Linked DNA regions of Callithrix jacchus: region 2 is linked to region 1. Evidence: chromatin contacts called from public Hi-C data. All regions are on one chromosome and are shown on one strand. The core of a region is the stretch at or near the end of the contact, and the rest is flanking DNA. Distances in the headings are between cores, read along the strand shown.

Region 1 (6,945 bases), core at 1,567-4,066:
ATGGCTCAGAAAATCTGGGCTCTATCCTGACATGAATCCTAACTGATCTGGCCATGTTAGCTCCCTGAACGACATTTTTTTCTTCAAATAAAGCATACGACTAGATGCTCTCCAGAGGCTTCTAGAGTTGGAGAACTCCACAGCTTTGATTTGTTTGCCACACTAGTTTATCTTCCATTGATATCCCTCCTCCACTAGTTACTGCCAGATCAATACCTTTAACCCATCCTCAGCTCAAATCATAACCTACCAGTGGTATTGCGACATCCTCATAAGGCAGCTTGTCTTCTCGCCAAGCATCATCAATCAAATCCAAGATCCTTCCATCTCTCTGAACCTCACTGTCCATTTTCCTGCAGCTTTGATCTTGTCAAATCTGAAAGCCAAAGAGGTTATTTCTTAAACATGAAGACTGAAGAGATGGTATAACCCACTATTAGGATTCTCCAGGCTTCTTAGCCTGAGGCCATCTTTTGGAAAGAGGTTCATTTTCTCATATGGGCTGGGTGACTACTTTGATCACAGTTCCTCTCTCCAAGCCCAGCTGATATGTACTTTTTAGTGTATATTGGACAGACATGGACCAATTGACAGACCAGTGTCATAGAGTGTGACAGGAGAGCAACATATTCTTAACCGAGGCCCTCAAATATGACTATGTTGCATCTAAATGTAGCCCTTCTCTGCTAACTTGAACGTTCACCTTTTCCTGTTTGTGATGCCTTTGATGAGTCCCTGATTGATAATGGCCTGCTAAGTTTCCTTGCTAGCCCCTGGCTCAAACCTCAGCATTCTTAGGCACAGGAGCCACATGAACACACTGGAAAGGAAACTGCTTCCTTCCCTAAAACAGCACCCTGGCTGAGATCTGAACAAAGCACTTCTAGGTGAACAACAGTGGGAGAACCTGACACTGCTCAAGTTTCTCCAGTTTCTGTTTCCCTATGGGGTAGCTCCTTCCTCTTAATTCTTAATGCTACACTCCCTTCAATTTCTGGCCCAAATGGTCAGGCTGCTTATTTAGCTCCTTGGCCATGGCTGATATCCCATTTTTCTCCAAAACTGCTATAATCTAATCCAAAAAGCTGGCTAGCTTGGAGGATACTTTTGGATTCCCTGTTTCCAAGGTTGGGCCCTGACTCATCATAGGCATCATCCTATGGGTGCTCCCTGCTACTAAGTGACAATCCAAAAAGTCTGGAAGCCACTGGCACCAAAGATATTCTCAGTTTCTGAGACTATGGAGATTCACAGAAGAAGCAATTTTGGGGAAGCAGGGTGGAACCCACCACCTGGAGGTACTTTTTTCAGAGCTCGGCCTGGATGCTCTTTTAAGGAATAAAGCCATTTCCTTTACAAGCTCAACTTCAGACATTGCCTTGCCTTGAGGATTTGTACAACTCTGGTCTGTAGTTGGTCCCTTCGTATACTCCACCTCAGTGTCATCTCAGTATGTTCATGAGCTCCTGTGCTTAGGAATGCTGAGGTTTGGGCCAAAGCAGGTGGAAGCTTTTGTAAAAATGGCTCACAGACGTCCCCCATAGGGTAACTGCAAGGTATTCCTACTCCTTGGCAAAAATTATACACAGATTGGTATGGGCAAGGGTTCTTACCCCCATGATAAGGATCTGGGCAAAAGTTAAGCAAAATGTGTCTTGCTACTTCTATCACCGGTGAGCCAGGTGAGGTCTTAATTAATCCAGTACTCAATAATTAACCCAGTACTACCCAGTGGATAACTCAAAGCAAGACGAAGTTTTGGTTATACTTTCGTAGTCCCCGTCTTACAAGAGCTCCCCACTTTTGTGCTGCTACTCCTTCGTCCTTGCTGCTCTGTCCCCTGGGATACCCTTCTCACTTTCCTCAGCTGATCCAAACATTTCCCCAGGCCCACACAGATTTTCCACCTTTTAATACAATTTTCTCAAATCACTTGAGCTTCATAGGCCTTCTATCCTTGAACTCCTGTTTCTTGTCCTAACTTAATCTACTAAACAAGCTAGGTCAGCTTTGTGATAACTGCTCAGGTATTATTGTCTCCAACTGTTAAGGGTACATTTTTTACCCATGATTTCTTAGATCTTTCCACAGTTTGGCCTCAATCTTTGTCACCTGTCCCTTCACCAAACACCTCCAACCATGTCACATTTTCCAGCCTTGGCAATTAAAATCCCCTTTTCCACATCACTAATGCTACTCTTCCTTTCAAGATTAAAGCAGGCGTCAGCTCTTGAAGATCAACATCCCATTTCCAGGGTTAGATGCAAAGGTGCCTTCACTCATAAGGGACCGGAAGGATCGGAAGCATCAAGACAATCAATGCCCAGGGCACAGTCACCGTCCCAAGTACTCGTCACACAGCACGACCACTGTTTCCTGAACAAACTTTTCTTACGTTACAGTCCCAATGCTTGCAATGTTCTTTTTTTCTCTTCCTTTTTATTCCAGTGAACCTCTAAAAATCTTAGGTCCCAGGGAGCTTCCTGTAGGAGGCCGCCTCCAAACCCCAGGCTGAGCGCGGTCCTAGTACCTACCCCTCCAAGGATCGCACAGTTCCCTGAGCACACAGCAGGGCACCAACTGGGGAGTTTGTCACACAGCCCAGATGTATTTCTTTCCAGACACGCGGTGCCAGCGTTTCCCAGGACAGAAGAATGTCTTAACAATCTCTATGTATTATATATATATAGCTTCGTAAACATGTATTTATTGAAGTCAAGGCTGGAAAGCCTTGTTCCTCGCTAGAAATGAGCCTCGCAGGCCACCACCGTCAGCGCCGTACGTGAAGCCGCCCGTCAGCTGCGGCTTCCGGCCTAAGGCAGGAGGTGCCAAACGTGGAAGCGCGGATGGGGAAGTCTGGAGGCGCCACCCAATTCCCTTTCCTCCCGACACAACGTGCAGTAAGGGAAATAGTTATGAGTTTAAAGTGACGACCTCAGCCGATGGGAATACGGGAAAGTCCGACACTGAGAAACGAACGCATTTCTGCGCCCCCAAGACCTAGACCAGGGTCGCTGGAAACCCTTACCAGCATCCAGCACACAGCAGCTGGCGCTTCCTCCGGCCACGCCCTCAGCATCACTAGTCCCCACGCTCTTCCCTCGGATTCCCGGATGTGGGTGAGTCCATTTGCTTGCGGGCCGGGGAAGTCTGAAGGAGAGTTTCAATTAAAAGTGTGGGGGCAGTGGGCGGGACGAACGCGCCGACAGAGGCTGGTAGTATGCTCGGCGGTGGCGCGCGTGCGCTGCGCCGGCCTGAGGTAACGGCGGGAAAAGTTCGGGGGCGCGCTTGTCGCAGCTTTGTAACCGCTTGTGCGCACGTCGGACGGGCAAGGGGCGGGCGTGCCCTGGTCTGGAGGCGGCCCATGCTGCCGTGGTGACCCTGGCTTCGTGGCCTCATAGCTTGCGGCTGGTTCCCGCCACAGCCTGCGAGTCACCAGGCGCGTCCCAGCCGGCTCGGGTCAGCCTCCGAGACCCGCCCCTCGACCTTACCTGCTGCGCCACGCAGACCAGCGGAGTCGGGCTTGGCGCTGTCGGGCATGGCGCCGTCCGGCGCGCGGGTTCGGCTCTGCCAGGTGGTCAGCCCTTCCGCGGAGACCGGGCGGTGGGGGTCACCTCGGAGGGTGGCCAGGGGGGCCGGCGTGCTGCGGCCAGGACTCACTTTGCCCGGCGGACCCACCATCCCTTTCAGCGCAGGTACCCCAGCGCCGCCTCCCTGCCGGGGCTGCTGTGTAGCTAACGCTGTTGGGACTACTTCATTCATCTCACAGGGGACCTGCTCATTCACTTGAAGACAGTACATCTAGGCTTATAATGTGGTTTTTCTTATGTCCCTTACGACATCAGGAAGATGAGTGCGATGTCAGATACTAGTCATCTTTTATACTTTCAGCACCGTACACTAATATGCATAAAATAGTTTTCCCTGAGCCTTATGTCCGATTAAACTGATTAAAAGAATTTTTTCCTTTGAAGAAGCAGTATTGTAGGGTAGGAACGCGTATTTATACGGTTCCTCATGTGTTAGCTTTTATTAGACAAGAAGAAATCATAAGGATCATTAATTAGATTTCTGTTAGTTGTAGCTTAATGATATACTAAAGTGTGTATATTATTTGGAATGCAGTATGATTTGTAGATCGATCTTGCCTTTTGACTGTAGTTATCAGTGATCAGGTAGTAAAAAAAGGCTCTGAAATTAAAATGAGGTAGAGATTTATAAACAAGCGCACTGCCTTTTAAAATATATGTAGATTCAAATCTAAAAGCTGTAAAAATTAATGTTGATTGTACTGATGCCATTTCCTCTCGTTAAAAGGTGAAAGACCTTTTCTTAGTTTTTTCTGTTCTCATTTATGTTGTGCTGGCAGATGGTGACAGCATCAGTAGTCGACTCTGTCATAGCTTCCTGCTTTCAAAAAATGTCTACTTGACTTGAAATTCAGCTAAAGCCAACATTGACATAAGGTTTCAGGAACTGAATCTCTGATCTCTATGTTATTTTAGCCCCCCCCCAGCTAGGTTTTTTTCAGTTTTACAAAGCCACAATACTGTCATTAAACGTATACAAATTAATAAAAATTCCCTAATGTCAATATCTAGTTAGATTCCGAATTCTTCAACTCTCTCCTAAATGTCTTCTTACAGTTAGCTTGTTTGAACCAAAATCCCACGTCTGCCTGTTACCTTTGGGTGATACACATTTGACATTTTTTAATCAATAACAGTTCCCACATAGCTATAGCTATAGGACTGGCCCTTATTTTTCCTTGCAGTTCTAAATTTAGCAGATTGCATTGCACAGTATCTTTTAACACGTATCTGTGTTGCCTTTATGTCCTCTAAACCAGGGTTTCCCGACCCCGGGGCCGCAGAGCACTACGGTCCGTGGCCTGTTAAGAACCTGGCTATAGAGCAGGAGGTGAGTGGCAGGAGAGTGAGCATCACCTACCACCTGAGCCCTGCCTCCTGTCAGATCAGCCATGAGGTTAGATTCTCCTAGAAGCACACCCCTATTGTGAATTACGCAGGCGAGGAATCTAGGTTGCACGCTCCTTATAAGAATCACTAACTATTGGGAGGCTGAGGCGGGTGGATCACGAGGTCAAGAGATCATCGAGACCATCCTGGTCAACATGGTGAAACCCCGTCTCTACTAAAAACACACACAAAAAAATTAGCTGGGCATGGTGGTGCGTGCCTGTAATCCCAGCTACTCAGGAGGCTGAGGCAGGAGAATTGCCTGAACCCAGGAGGCGGAGGTTGTGGTGAGCCGAGATCGCGCCATTGTACTCCAGCCTGGGTAACAAGAGCGAAACTCTGTCTCCAAAAAAAAAAAAAAAGAATCACTAACTAATGCCTAATGCTCTGAGGTGGAACAGTTTCATCCTGAAACCATGTCCCTAACCATGTCCATGTGTATTATTCATATTAGTCAAGAAGTGGTTTGGCCATTTCCCCCAAACAACATTTCATATGAATTTTCACAAAAAAAAAAAAGACAAAATATGTTATTTTCACCCTGTCGGTGGAAAAATTCTTCATGAAACAGGCCCCTGGTGCCAAAAAGGTTGAGGACCACTGCTCTAAACCAGTAGTTAGATGTAGAATTGCACTGTCCAGTATTTTAGCCACTAGCCAGCTGTGGCTAGTTTAATTAAGTGAAATAAAATTAAAAATTCAGTTCCTAACTTGCATTAGCCACATTTTAAGGGCTCAATAGCCACAAATTGCCTAGTGACTACTCTTTGAACAGTGCAGTTATAAAATATTTTCATAATTGCAGAAAGTTCTGTTGAACAGCACTGATCTAGAAGCCTGATCAAATTTCACCCTTGTTTTGTTTTGTTTTTGGGATAGTTGGGGAAGTGGGCAGAAAATTTCACAGGTGATGCAATATACTTCCTATTTCATTAATGATCAGGTAAGCAGTGTCTGAGTTGTTTCTCCTTTTATGATGTTAACATTAAACATTATGTTGGGTTTAGGTGTAGTTAGCTCCATCCACCCACAGTGAAATTCCCCAAGACTCTCACTTCATGGTGAAGTCCTTTTGTGGGGTTATATTGCCTGTATCAGTTATTGCATTAGGGGTTGCAAAGTAGTGATTATCTAATTCTATTATTTCTTCAATATTTATCAGCTGAGAATCTTTTATGATGAACTTTGTCTTATCAGCTGTTTGACCACATTAAAATACAATTTGTACAGGAAAGGCAAGAAAAATGCTTATTCTTTCCCTCTATTTTCAGACTACAGTAATGAGTTGGTGGCCTAGCAACCTCCAAAGGTAACCAAGAGGGTTTTTGCCTTTTTGTAAACCTATCATCATGCACTTATAGACTTTGTAATATAGTTTAACTGTTTCAACATATGGCAATTGTGTTGTTAATACTTAAATTGTTTCATCTTTGGCCAGTGGGAGTGCCTTAAAGTTGGCTCCTATTCTATTTGATATGACCAATCATATCAAATAGAATAGGTAATTTTCTTGCTTTCTGGTATATAATTTTCCTTGCTCATTTACAGATTTCTGGTCTTCAAAGAGTCCTGGTTCTTTTGAGTCTGAGATAGTATTTGGAGACCACAGTCTAGATGTGAGAGGTGTTGTTGCTACTAGGTTAGTCATTGGTTCTAGGATTTATAGTGGCCAGAGTTAGAAAATATCATATGTTAAAAAGCAAATATGCAGAGTTCGCATTGTTTCCAACATTTAACATTTAATTTTCCAAAATTTAAACTTAATTTTACAGTTTTTCCCACATATTTATGTTTGTATCTTTTTTTGCTGAAAATCTTGGTACCTAGTGCCATTAGTAGAATTAGTTTTTTTCTTCATCCCATGTCATATATCTGTCTTGAGTTAGCAGCCCATTTTATTATTATCAATTATTATTATTTTTTATTATCAATATGATTCCTGAGTAGTGCTTAGGATTTCTTTGCA
Region 2 (6,945 bases), core at 1,684-4,183, 170 kb before region 1:
CCGCTTCTGCTTCTTGTGGGAACTCTTAGCTGCCTTACGACATAAAAATGGCATTCTAAATAGACCTTTAAGGCACCCATCTTCCAAATTTAAACCTGTCAAAATTATTTGAAATTATATATATTATCACTTACGATGAACCTTGCTGTAATAACAATGAATCACCGTACCTTGATACAGTAACAGCTAGTGACAGAAGCACAGGCATACGGTGTATCCCGGCACAGGCAAAACCCTATTTGGAGGTGGAGGCACAGATCAAAAGGCCACCGGAGTATGCTGCAGCCAACAGTTCAGCGTTCCTGTCTTTACCATTCTTGTTTTTTTTCTTTTTGAGATGGAGTTTTGCTCTTGTTGCCCAGGCTGGGGTACAGTGGTGTGATCTCAGTTCACTGCAACCTCTGCCTCCTGGGTTCAAGAGATTCTCCTGCCTCAGCCTCCTGAGTAGCTGGGACTACAGGAGCTTGCCACCAAGCCCAGCTATTTTTTGTATTTTTTTTAGTAGAGATGGGGTTTCACCATGTTGGACAGGATGGCCTCCATCTCTTGACCTCGTGATCCACCCACCTTGGCCTCCCAAAGCACTGGGATTACAGAGGTGAGCCACCACACCCCGACCCATCTTTACCATTCTTTGTTTGGAGCCAAGGGGCTGAGCTGCTGGGTATGTGAAGACTGTTGCTGACGTTGCTCAAGGGCTAGGTATTGGAACTATGACCCTTGGGGATTTTGGTTTCAATTCCAACTGAGGCATTTAAAGTCAGGTGGTTTTTGTTTTTGGTCTACTTTATGAGTCTCCAATTCCTGTAACAGAAAGGAGGGGAGGAAGAGAAAAGGGAGGAGGAAGCAGGTTGGAGCCTTCCATTGCGTGGTGCTCTGTGGCACTCCCTCGAGTGTGGACTTTGTGTGCATTTTCCCATCTTGCACAATGGAGGAGCCTCCTTCTGGATTCCTTTTCTTAAGTTCTTCCTTTCAGGGGTAGATTTTTCTCATGGTATTTGTCTGAATCTTGACAGAAAGATGATTCTTATTTATTTTCTTTCTCTGAGACAGGGTTTCACTCTGTGAGTGCAGTGATACGATCACGGCTCACTGCAGCCTTGACCTCCCTGGCTCAAGGGATCTTCCCACCTCAGCTTCCCAAGTAGCTGGCACGTGCCACTATGCCTGGCTGATTTTTAATTTTTTAAATTTTTTTGTAGAGATGAGGTCTCACTATGTTGCCCAGGCTATTCTTGAACTCTTTGGCTAAAGCGATCTGCCCACCTCAGCCTCTCAAAGTGCTGAGATTACAGATTTGAGATAGTTAAATGAACTTTCTAAGAGGACTTCCTGAGAACAAACATAAGGTTGTCTGTGTAAGTTCTTGTCAAAGCATCAGTATTCCTTAGGATGATTTAAGCATGTAGAGTCCTGGGCTTTGCTTATGGCCTCCCAGCTCAGATTCTATGAGCTCGTCCAGGAAAAGGGATTTTCAACAAGCCCCTCCCCTACATCCCAAACTAGGGACTTTGAGAAACATTATTCTGTAAAATGACATTTTTAAAGTCTTTCAAAGAGTTTATTATTTGAGTTTATTTCTCTTACTATGGAATTGGGAAGGCCTGGGGGTCGTTTATTCATTTTCAGCACAAGGATGAAGTGAGGCTCCGAAGAGGTCAGCCATTCATGTGAGTATGCAGGAAAGGTAACGGGAGATGGGGGCCGGTCCTCCCTTGGAACCCAGCCCTCCCAGCCCAGTTCCGCTGCACACACTGGACACACGCGAGTGTGGGGAATGATATGACACTTCAGTGAGGAGGGCCCTGAATTGAAGTAACTCCAAGAGAAGGGGCTGAATTTCTGAGGCCATTTCATCCCCCAAACCAGATCCCTACCTAGGCCCAGTGGGAAATCACAATCCCACTCATCTTCAGAAAGGAACCTTAGAATGCAAGGCTTAAATGCCAGTCTAACCACATGACTGGCCAAATCCCTGGAGGTTCTTTAGCAGAATATCAGCACAATGGCATGTTGCCTGCAGAATCCTACAAAGGACTCTAGGCTGGGTGCAGTAAGTAGCTCGCGCCTATAGTCCCAGTTATTAGGAGGCTGAAGCAGGAAGATGGCTTGAGCCTGGGCATATGAGGCTGCAGTGAGCCAGGATAGCACCACTGTACTCTAGCTGGGTGTTAGAGGAAGACTCTGTCCCACAGACACACACACAGGACTCTAGAGTAGAGGCCAGAAAGTTCCTTCTCCTGGCAGAGCCTCCTCCCTGCCTCTGCTGCCCTGGACCACAGCTCCTTCCAGAAGGCCCACCCTGTCCTGCTCTGCCCTGGGCGGGTCCAGCAACCCTTGTGGTCCTCGGATTGCACACTGGGGCTGCTTCTGCCTTGTCAGTTATCACTCTGCACTGAAATGGCCAGGCATCTGCTTCCCCCAGGGGACAGTGAGTCTCTTGGAGGTAGGGGCTGGGTTCCATAAGTGTCTGTAAAATGAATAGGCTCCTCACGGGGGCTTCTCTTGTGTCTGACTTAGTCATCATCACCTCGAGTACCCTCACACCCCACTGAGACAGAGCTGTGGCACTGCCATTTGATGAACTGCCAGGGTATTGTAAAATGTCTAGAATGTCCATCTTCTGTGTTACAGGGAAGAGGCAGACCCTGAGCCAGGGCTGCAACCTCAAATCAGGGCTGCATGGCCACTTGCCACCTGGTCGCTCTGGGCTCACCTCCAGATATTGCAGGCAACACCCCTGCCAGGTAGGAAGGGGGCCACTTTATTTTCCGGCTTTCAGAGGCTACGAAACCAACCAAGCAAGGCAAGTCAGCCATCAGGCTCAGCCTGGCAGGCAGCGCTCCTGACTTCCCACCCTTCCTCCAGGCCAGGTGTCTGCCAATGAGAGCCTGGGTTCTGCTTTCCCGCCTTTCCTGGCAGCACAAACCACGCTCAGGATGGTGAGCAATGCAAGTTCCAGGCATGCCTTTCTGCATTGCTGGGTTCCCAGGTGTCACTTCATCTACAGGGTGAGTCCTCCACAGTTCTGTGGGCTGATACACATGCAAATTTCCCCACGCAAATACTGTTAGGCCATGTGGCACCTTTCCCACTGAGAAAGCTCCTCGTCAGCAAGCTGGGGAATGGGTGAAAGCCCATGCTGTGCCGGCCCAGGGCGGCACACACTGGCCGGGAGTCTGGGCAAGGCCCCCTGCGGGGGCAAGCGGACAGCACACACTGGCGCCTCGAGTCGCTGCGGGACGACGAGGACTTCCGCAGGCCTGTGGTCTGGCTCTAGGGAAAAGCCCATTTGCTCACCTGATCCCGTGGTGTTTCCACGTCGGCGCAGCTGTGCGTGTGCTGGTGTGTGCGATCCGAGTGGTTTCTATACCGTCGTGGAAACCCCCAGCCCAGCGGTTGTAGACTTTCTTGGGGCCTCGACTCTCCCCAGGAGCGTGATCCTCCCTACGGGGCAGCGGCGCTTTACCCGGCGGGGCGGGTGGACACTCCTACAGACCTACTTTGGCCCATTTTCACTCAGTTTCCAACCCAGAGCTGCAGGGACAGGGGCGGGCTGCGTTTCCTTCGCTGAGCCCTCCGCAGGGCCGCCGCGCGGGCGGGCAGGGCCAAGGCTGCAGCGGGGCCGAGGCCTGAGATGCCTGCGCGGGAGCCGACCCCGGGAGCCGGGAGCCGCGGCGGGAGCGCGGAGAGGTGCGGGCGCTAGAGAGGGCCAAGGCCGCGCCCGGGGGGACGGGGAAGCCGGGAGAGGAAGCAGCCCGGGGGCGAGGTGTTTTGTCACCAAGGCTGAGGGGCCGTGAAAGCTTTTTACCTGTTTTCACTGGGAGCAAATAACAAAACTGAAAACGACGGAGGAGTGGGGCTGCAGCAATGGAGGCAGCAGTGTGGGGAGGCCGAACGCTTCCCGGTGAAGAGGGAGAGGGGACTCCCAGACCCAAAAGGCGCGCTGGGCACGGAGTGGGGCAGCCGCCAGGGGGCGCCCGCACTAGCTCGGGTTCGGGCTCCGGGCCCGGGAGGGGCGGTCGGCGGCGGGGAGCGCCCGGGAGGGGAGGGGAGGGGCGGGGCGGGGCGGAATCCGGGACTGTGCTCTGGCCGCGGCGTGAGGAATGCGGCCTTTGGCTGGTCCCAGGCCGGCATTCCGGCCGGCACAGGAATGTGAACAGGGTGTTCACTGCGCTCTGTGAGTGCAAAACTTGGTTCTCCTCCCCTTGGAGAACGCTGGCCCCCTCTGAGCCACCCCTCCGAGCTCCTGGCACGACTGTCCGTCCGGGTGGAGGACAGGGCCCCGAGGGAGGACTCGCAGGAGGCACCGGACAGGGGTGCAGCGGGAGGGAAGGCCGCAGGGGTGCGCTCATGCGCTGAGAAAGCCTGGCCAGTAGCTGAAAGGGGAAATAGAGGACCTGCCCCTCCCCATCATCAGCCTCAAGGGACACAGGGTTCAGATTTCAAAATGTGCCAATTTAGGGGCCATATTGTGAATGGCAAGACCTGGGGAGAGACGCGGAGAGGAAAAGCGGACAATATAGTTTGGGATTAGGCGCTTTCTGACCGCCCAGAGAGTGACTGAATAACTAACAGCATTTGACTCATTCATTTACCGACTGTCTGCTCCATGCCAGTCCCTGAGATTAATTTTGGGGACATAGAGGTGAAGTCATCCTCTGTCCTTGAAGGGATGACATTCTGATCCTTAAGACGGTCTCTGAAACACCCAGGGAGAGCTGCGGGAGCCCAGGATGTGGGGGGACACCAAGGAATAACCCAGATTGGAGGTGGAGATACAGGAGGTCTTCCCCGGAGAAGCTGCGAAGTAACTTGGAAGACCTGTAGGAGTCAGCCCAAAAGATGGGGGAAGAGTATTTTAGACAGAGGGAACCTTGTGGAGGAAGAGCCTATGGTCTGACTGGCCCCCAAACAGAGAGTTAAGTCTGCTCCAGGCCTCTCCCCATGCCTGCCAAAGGCCCAGCTGAGTCACAGTAAGGGTCAGGGTGTCCACCTCAGTCCACCCATGATGTCAGTTGGTCTGTGGCGCCCCTCTTCTGCAAGAGGCACAGCAGTGGCCCATGAGGAGTGAGAAGAGAATCAGGGCTCAGCACACTGCTGTGGGAGTATTGTGGGGACTGACAGATAATCCCCATAAAGCATCTGGCAGGGGGCCTAGCACCTAGTAGGTGTATACATTGGCTCTGTATACATTGGCTGGTCTCTCCTCACCTTCCCGATCGACCGATTCCTCTTCCCCTTCGTGGTACTGGTTTCTGGTTCCGAAAAGGCAGCTGTCCAGCTCTTCCCTGGGGAGGGGCCTGGTCAAGGGGAAGACCATGCGGGTCTAGTCATGGAACTTCCTGATTTTTGTCCCTCCCTGGTTTGGGGGTGGTAGCACATAGCACATGAGACTGGCGTGGTAGAGGCCATCATAAAGGTCCTGGAATACATCCAGGGCGTCCGGTGCTGTGGGCAAGGAGGAATTGGAGCAGAGAAGGGCCTTGCTTGCAGGTGCAGCGTGGGAGATTGGCCCACGGGCTGAGAACAGGATGAATGAAGCAAGGAGGGTCAGGGTCAGGAAGGCTGAACTTGGGCAGTATCCAGGAAAGGACTGATGGGAGCTCGGAGGGCAGGGACAGAAAGCAGAGCTGGGAGGTTGTCACTGGGGAGGTAGAGGAGACCAGACCCTTCCACTGATTAGCTGCAAGGTGGGACCAGGACTCTAAGCCACCTACTAAATCCTCACCTGGCTTGGCTCAATATGGATCTGAGCACACGAGGCCACAGGGGATCATAGTCTCTGTGTGCCCCAAATGTCACTGAGTGATGGAACAGGAATGTTTATATCCAGAAGTTCTTTGTTAGCACCCCCTTCCCGGGAATGCACTGGGACCTAAATTCTTGTGTGCAGAGGAAAAGTGCAGGCCTTGGAATGGCCTCTCCAGCATTGTTCCTCAGCAAACACAGGAAGATGGGTTTCCTTTAGCTGTGTGGTGCTGACATCTGAATCCGGACCCCTCCCCCAGCCTTTGGGGTCAGGGAGTGAGGCAGAGGACCAAGCAGCTGATGGAAAATAAACACCCACCTCTGCTTTTTTGACTTATTTCATGTTCTTAGAATTTCCTCTCTTGGATTCTGGCTTTGTTATTTTAAAATTCCACACGTTGGTTAGGGTTGAGAAAATCCACTGTTGCTATTGCTATGGAGAGGCAGCTCTACACTGGGGGCACAGAGTCTTGGCGCCCCCCGGAGAAGTAAGCCAGCCAGCCGGCCTGCAGCCCAGTCTCCAAGTGAGTTCCTGAGTCAGCCTGTGCACAGGAGGCTCTCGGGGCTGGGTGTGTGTGTCTCTGTGTGAGCATGTGCTAGTCACACAGCTGGGACGTAGCAGTGTTGTGGTTCCAGCTCTCTGGGCTGGAGCCACACTGCAGTAGTGATGGCTCCATTTGGGGGCTTGCAAAGGGGGTTCCAGGTGGGCCTGGGCAGTGCATAAACTGAGAGGACAACTCCAGCCCACCAGAGCCCTGCTTCATGCCCACACACACACGACTCAGGCTGCTGCCTCCTCTAAACTCCATGCTGCGGACATCTGGTCCTGTGCTGCCCTTCCATTGACGCCTCTGCCTTTCCTCCTCCTCTCTTGATACGTATTCCCTTTTCCTTCAGGGGATGTGTACAAAGATTTAGGCACAAGAATAATCATTGCAGTGTTTCCTGCCTTCACGGTTCATTCATTCATTCATCCATCCATTCAGTCATCCAACAAATATTTAATGAGTGCTTACCAGATACCAGGCATTGTACTGGATTCTGGAAATACAGAGACAGAAAAACTGGAAAACTGGAAACAACCTAAGGATCCCAACAATTAGTGGCATAAAGTATGGAGTGTCCGCACGACACAGGGCTGGGATGAGGGTGAAGCAAGTGAGGTAGGAGTACCCCAAAACCCCATAATCAAGA

The links. A called contact is a pair of places that touch in the nucleus more often than the background predicts.
Region 2: a Hi-C map of skeletal muscle shows a contact between it and region 1, with 5 times the contacts expected there. The contact joins the promoter of LOC144579927 here to the promoter of CEP63 in region 1. A contact is called at or near these places in 3 of 3 Hi-C or Micro-C datasets (induced pluripotent stem cells and skeletal muscle).

What each region holds. Positions count from the first base shown.
Region 1 is chr17:49,698,136-49,705,080 of calJac240_pri, reverse strand. CEP63 (centrosomal protein 63) reads left to right here and starts at 2,816. Exons shown (of 13, transcript XM_078354188.1): 1 at 2,816-3,119. The coding sequence starts at 2,943. It overlaps ANAPC13 (anaphase promoting complex subunit 13), which reads right to left and starts at 3,080. Exons shown (of 3, transcript XM_054247149.2): 1 at 2,066-3,080; 2 at 251-376. The coding sequence starts at 349.
Region 2 is chr17:49,867,180-49,874,124 of calJac240_pri, reverse strand. LOC144579927 reads left to right here and starts at 2,933. Exons shown (of 2, transcript XR_013528631.1): 1 at 2,933-3,011.